Regions from separate parts of the Macaca mulatta genome. Here region 1 is linked to region 2. Evidence: chromatin contacts called from public Hi-C data. All regions are on one chromosome and are shown on one strand. The core of a region is the stretch at or near the end of the contact, and the rest is flanking DNA. Distances in the headings are between cores, read along the strand shown.

Region 1 (2,843 bases), core at 185-2,684, 340 kb before region 2:
CTCCACCTCCACGTGCACCAGCCGGAACTGTTCCTGCAAGAAGCTGACCACATCGAAGGCCAGCACGCACTGTGGGGCCTAGCCACACAGCCGCTCGCGGTCCAGGCCGGCGTCCCCGACAGTCAGCTGCCCGTAGCCCTCGCGCACCCGGAGCAGAGAGCTGTCGAATTATTTAATCAGCTGAAACTGACTTGGCACCTCGCGCTTGGAATTAGACTGGACGTGATCAAACAAAACACCGATGCTGGTACCAGGGGCGTCTTCCTCACAGGTGAAGAAATTGACAGTATCGGTGCAAAATCCTGACACTAGCAGCAGCCACAGAATCAGCAAGGACTCCAATCCAACCCTGCATGAAGTGTCAGCAGGAAATCTGAGCCTCCTGCGAGACATTTATTCCTCAAAGAGAAAAGCCAATCGCGAGCTCTGCACTAAGACTTTCAGGCTTCTCAAGCCCTCTCGAGTGCGCAGTCAGAAGACTCTTTTCCCCTTAGAACATCTTATCACTAAGTCCTCTCTGCTGTATACTTGCTTTTCTCTGCCCCAATGCCTCTTCATAACCCTACCGGGGAAGCTACATACAGAAGAATATGCAAATAAGCATCCATTTGGGCCAGTCCACAGTCTCTGGGCCTCTGGGCCATGCTGTTTCACTAAAAGGACCCATAGAAGGACCTGAAGAGCTGACCAGTGGCCAGGGTGGTGCAGGTAGTTATTAAGATGTCTGCACTATAAAAACACGTCCTGCTTGCTTTTCCATTGTACTGGTCTCTCACTTTGACAGTAAGAGCAGGGATCCACAGCCACTTTATTCCTTCCTAAGCACACTCACATATTCCCCACACAGAGGCACATTTGACCCTCTTTACCATTTTAAGATGAACACATACATGCTTAGAGCAATGCATCCTTTGCCACCCACAGTTACCCATCTATGTTGGGTTGTCATTTCCTGTATTGAAAGATTTTTGGGAAATATCTTCTAGAGTGTCAGGCAATGTCTAATTAGGGAAGAACTGTTTTCCAAAATAATCATTTCTAAATAGCTTTTTCTATAGCAAAGAAACCATTAATGATGAAATTTCAGCCCCTTCATCTTTTATGTCAGTAATTACTTATATGTGAGGAATCAGTGTCAGACAGAGAAGTCTGTCAACCACAAACCACTGTAAGGGATAGTTAAGGGTTAAAAAAAAGGTTTAGAAAAATATATTGCAGTCAGACTTGTTAGAAAATTGCTATAGACCAATTATTTTTTAAAAGCCCTTGGCTGAAGGAAACCACGGGTGGTCTGATAGGCTGAAGGCTAAAAAAACATTAAACCATCTGTCTAAAGCCCAATAAATAGTCCTGTGTTAAGTTCTCTTTATGAGTGAAGTGTTCAAAATGCTAAACAGTCTCACATGTTAATGATGACATTGTTCCTCGTGCCATGGAGTCCTCATCAGTGCAGAATGCTATTTAACTAGTCATCTCAAATCAGTGAGTCGGCCGAGTTATTAATATGCCCAGGCTATTCTTGTCTCCTCTATGATCTGTAATGTTATTGATTCCCGCAGGGACATGTCAGTAAGTGACTATTTTTCCTTTCATTCTTAGGAGGGAGTTGGCATTTATTTTAGTGCCAGGATGTATGAATCCGGTTCTGAAAGTGAGCCATCTTTGATGAGATAATTAATTTTCAGGGGTTTTCATTTAGTGAAGCATTTGGCAATGACTCTCATTATAAGTACCAGTAACTGGTATTGGAGAAGTGTACTGGGAAGCATGAGTTCATTTGAGCGGGGTACTCTGAGATCCTAAAAAGAAAAAGTATTCTATTTTCCTAGATTTTTAATTTTGCCTAATGAGGCGTCTGTCTGAGGAAGAGAAGAGCTCTACTTTGGCCTGGTAAGAACAGACTTCTTTTAAGCCAGTATCCTCAATGGCATATTGGAGAGCTTGCTTTCTTTCTGAGAACCGAATATCTCTGGAAGTTCCTGGTTATTCAGCCTCTGGGTCTCAGGGCAGACAAGAGAATCTGGTTCTTCCACCAGACATCATAATTGTTATATATCCCTTAACTGAAAACTGAATCTGCTTCAGCTGATGTCTTTAAAAGGTGCCTGCTTCCATATGTATTAGCCAGGAGAGGGACCCATTTAACCACAGTCCAAGTCTCATGTCATCCTCTTCTTCAGCTCACACAATTCCTGCCAAGCCTAGTCTCAGCTAGTCTCCAGCATTACTGTTTTTCTGATGATCCATGATCAGAAAAATCATTCAGCATACTGAAAATGAAGAACAGTACATGACTGCACCTACAGAACATCAAAAGATCCAGATAAAATATTTTAAAAAGCAGGCAATCAAACATATTACCTCCACAAAGCTAAGCATCTGGATACTGATGTTTGGAAACATCCAGCTATGATATTTAAATGCTTGATTGCATTTTCCCCCACGTTTCCTCCAGCTGTTTGGCATAAAGTAGACCATCCATGATAAGAAGTGTGCTGTATTGTTAGTGATTCATTATTAGCGCTATCATTGTTTCATACTAAACAACCACCTTATTAAAACACCGCTTTATGAATGAGGGACAGCTGGAGTTTCAGAAAAGAAACATTTTTCTGAAGCAAAAATCAGTTCTGTGCCAGTCGAATAACAAGCTGAATAATATAGAAACTGTATGATCTGTCCCCCTAGGGATATGTCATCAGGAAGCTGTGTTTACAGCTCTGGGCTGCTGGTGCACTCATGTTACATTCTGTCGGCTCTGTTGGATAAAAATCTGTCTCAATATTAAAAGCATTGTGGAAAAAAATTTGCTTTATGTGTTTTCCCATTTGCCAGCATATTGC
Region 2 (2,853 bases), core at 32-2,531:
CTGGCCAGCCTCAGGATTCGCCCAGCCCAGATTTTGGCAGTGCCGAAGCTCCACACTTTCCTAGGCAGATGGTTAAGTTCCCCCCACGTTCCTGCCAGGATTCAATGTCACGCTGTGATTTTGTTCTTCTGGAACCGGACGAGTGTTGCTTCCCAGAGTGGCCCTATTAGAACAGAAAGAAAATCCTCTAAATAGGCGGAACAAGACATCAGGAGGAAAAACTTCTCTAAATGCTCTTTAATACGAGCCGGGTATTGTGTGGAATTCAGCGCCCATCACCGTTTAGCCAGAGAGTTATGGCAGTGATTGGGGATGAATAGAGGAACATAATGGATACATGTGGCGTTTGCTCATTATATTCAAGTTAGCCCAACTCCGTTGTGGAAACTGTTCAACTTTCTCTCCCCTTAGCTTGTCACAGTGAAATAATACAGACATTGGGGCCTCCAATGGGATCGCCTGCCACACCATTCTATTTCCACAGCTAACGAGGGCTTCATAAGCCTTTGATACAGTCTGATCTTTGAAACCTTTCCAAATCTCCTCAAGCTTATGCTAAATCCTATTTGGAACTTTTTTTCCTTGCCTGCTAGCGCCCAAGGCTTAAGAAAGCCATTTGGACAGTGACATGCATACTAACATATCGCGGGGCTCTTTTCTGAAAGGGAAGTGGCAGCTCTGATCACCGGGGCTCACACGAGCAAAACACAATTGCGTACACAAATTTGAATAAAATCAATTTTCCCTTATCCTTCAGGCTTCTTAATCGAGAGGCTATTCCAGGCACTGTAGGAAGCTAGGAGAGAAGGAAAGCAGAGTCTCACTCAGCAGAGCAAGTCTGTGGGTAGGGGGCTGCAAGGGTTTGGAAGCCTCAGAGGTGCAAAATGCAGAGTGTGTGTGTTGGCAGGGGCTGGGGGAAGGGGGATTCTGGAGTCGCTGGGGTGAAATCCCAGCGTGTTCGCACTTAGTTCTAGCCGCCGGCACGGAGGGATACAGGCGACAATTAACAAAATCATCCGCTCCTTTTACTCCTGGAGCTCTGTGCCAACTCCTCTACATGCAGGGTGCTGACAAGAAAAGGGAGAGAAAGCAAAAGGAGTTAAACAAAAGAAAGATTCCCTAATTTTCCTTTCTTGTTTTCCCCTCTAAGCCTTTCCACATTAAAGGGATTGTGAGAGGCAGGCGGAGGAGCGACGCGAGGGGGAGGCGGCCATTGGCTGCCCGGCTCGGGTGATTAGCATATCGGCGGCTATAAAGGCAAAGGCGTCGCGAGGCGGCGCAGCTTCTGTAAGGGAGGGAAAGGCGCAGGGTGAGGGCGGGTCTGCGCGTCCTCAGAGCCGGCTGGAGGCGCGGAGCTGCTACCCGCAGACTTCTCCTGCACAGGGCTCTCAAAGAGCGTGATTCCGAGAGCCTGAGACTCACGCCCGACCTGGAAACCAGAGAAGACTCTCTTCCTTAGCCTTTCGGATCGCAATTAAGGCTGGAGGCATGAGTCTTGTGAGGCGCTGGGGCAGCCCCTGCCTTTTCCCCTTGCAGCTCTTCAGCCTCTGCTGGGTGCTCTCAGTGGCCCAGAGCAAAACAGTCAGATACAGCACCTTCGAGGAGGATGCCCCCGGCACGGTCATCGGGACCCTGGCAGAGGACCTGCATATGAAAGTATCGGGTGACACAAGCTTCCGCCTGATGAAGCAATTCAACAGCTCTCTGCTCCGGGTGCGCGAAGGCGACGGGCAGCTGACCGTCGGGGACGCCGGCCTGGACCGCGAGCGGCTGTGTGGCCAGGCCCCGCAGTGCGTGCTGGCCTTCGATGTGGTCAGCTTCTCGCAGGAGCAGTTCCGGCTGGTGCACGTGGAGGTGGAGGTGAGGGACGTCAACGACCACGCACCGCGCTTCCCCCGGGCCCAGATCCCGGTGGAGGTGTCCGAGGGTGCGGCCGTGGGCACGCGCATCCCCTTGGAGGTGCCGGTGGACGAAGACGTGGGCGCCAACGGGCTGCAGAGCGTGCGCCTGGCCGAGCCGCACAGCCCCTTTCGGGTGGAGCTGCAGATGCGAGCAGACGGCGCTCAGTGCGCGGACCTGGTGCTGCTGCAGGAGCTGGACCGCGAGAGCCAGGCCGCCTACAGCCTGGAGCTGGTAGCCCAGGACGGCGGCCGCCCGCCGCGCTCCGCCACGGCTGCCCTCAGCGTACGCGTCCTGGATGCCAATGACCACAGCCCGGCCTTCCCGCAGGGCGCCGTGGCCGAAGTGGAACTGGCGGAAGACGCGCCCGTGGGCTCCCTGCTTCTCGATCTAGACGCGGCCGACCCGGACGAGGGCCCTAACGGCGACGTGGTGTTCGCTTTTGGCGCTCGCACCCCGCCGGAGGCGCGCCGCCTCTTTCGGCTTGACCCGCGAACGGGCCGTCTCACCCTGGCCGGGCCCGTGGACTACGAGCGTCAGGACACCTACGAGCTGGACGTGCGGGCTCAGGACCGCGGACCAGGGCCCCGCGCTGCCACCTGCAAGGTCATCGTGCGCATCCGCGACGTCAATGACAACGCACCCGACATCGCCATCACCCCGCTGGCCGCCCCAGGCGCGCCGGCCGCCTCGCCCTTCGCCGCTGCTGCCGCCGCCGCTGCGCTCGGGGGAGCGGACGCTAGCTCGCCTGCGGGAGCCGGGACGCCGGAGGCTGGCGCCACTTCGCTGGTGCCGGAGGGGGCGGCGCGCGAGAGCCTGGTGGCCCTGGTCAGCACCTCGGACAGGGACTCGGGCGCCAACGGGCAGGTGCGCTGCGCCCTCTATGGGCACGAGCACTTCCGGCTTCAGCCGGCCTACGCGGGCAGCTACCTGGTGGTGACCGCGGCGTCGCTG

What was found. Hi-C and Micro-C count contacts between places; a contact is called where the count stands out from the background.
Region 1: a Hi-C map of fetal cortex germinal zone shows a contact between it and region 2, with 6 times the contacts expected there. The contact joins the enhancer-like site here to the promoter of PCDH8 in region 2. A contact is called at or near these places in 2 of 14 Hi-C or Micro-C datasets (fetal cortex germinal zone and fetal cortical plate).

The regions. Positions count from the first base shown.
Region 1 is chr17:32,454,077-32,456,919 of T2T-MMU8v2.0, reverse strand. It overlaps the pseudogene LOC100424365. Among named protein-coding and RNA genes, the nearest start is that of OLFM4, 170 kb to the right of the region's middle. Within about 2 kb of position 1,434, at least 6 of the 40 cell types and tissues checked have an H3K27ac peak or open chromatin away from gene starts, as enhancers often do. A contact at or near this core is called in fetal cortex germinal zone, where this site is marked.
Region 2 is chr17:32,110,554-32,113,406 of T2T-MMU8v2.0, reverse strand. It overlaps PCDH8 (protocadherin 8), which reads left to right and starts at 1,281. Exons shown (of 3, transcript XM_001085113.4): 1 at 1,281-2,853. The coding sequence starts at 1,489.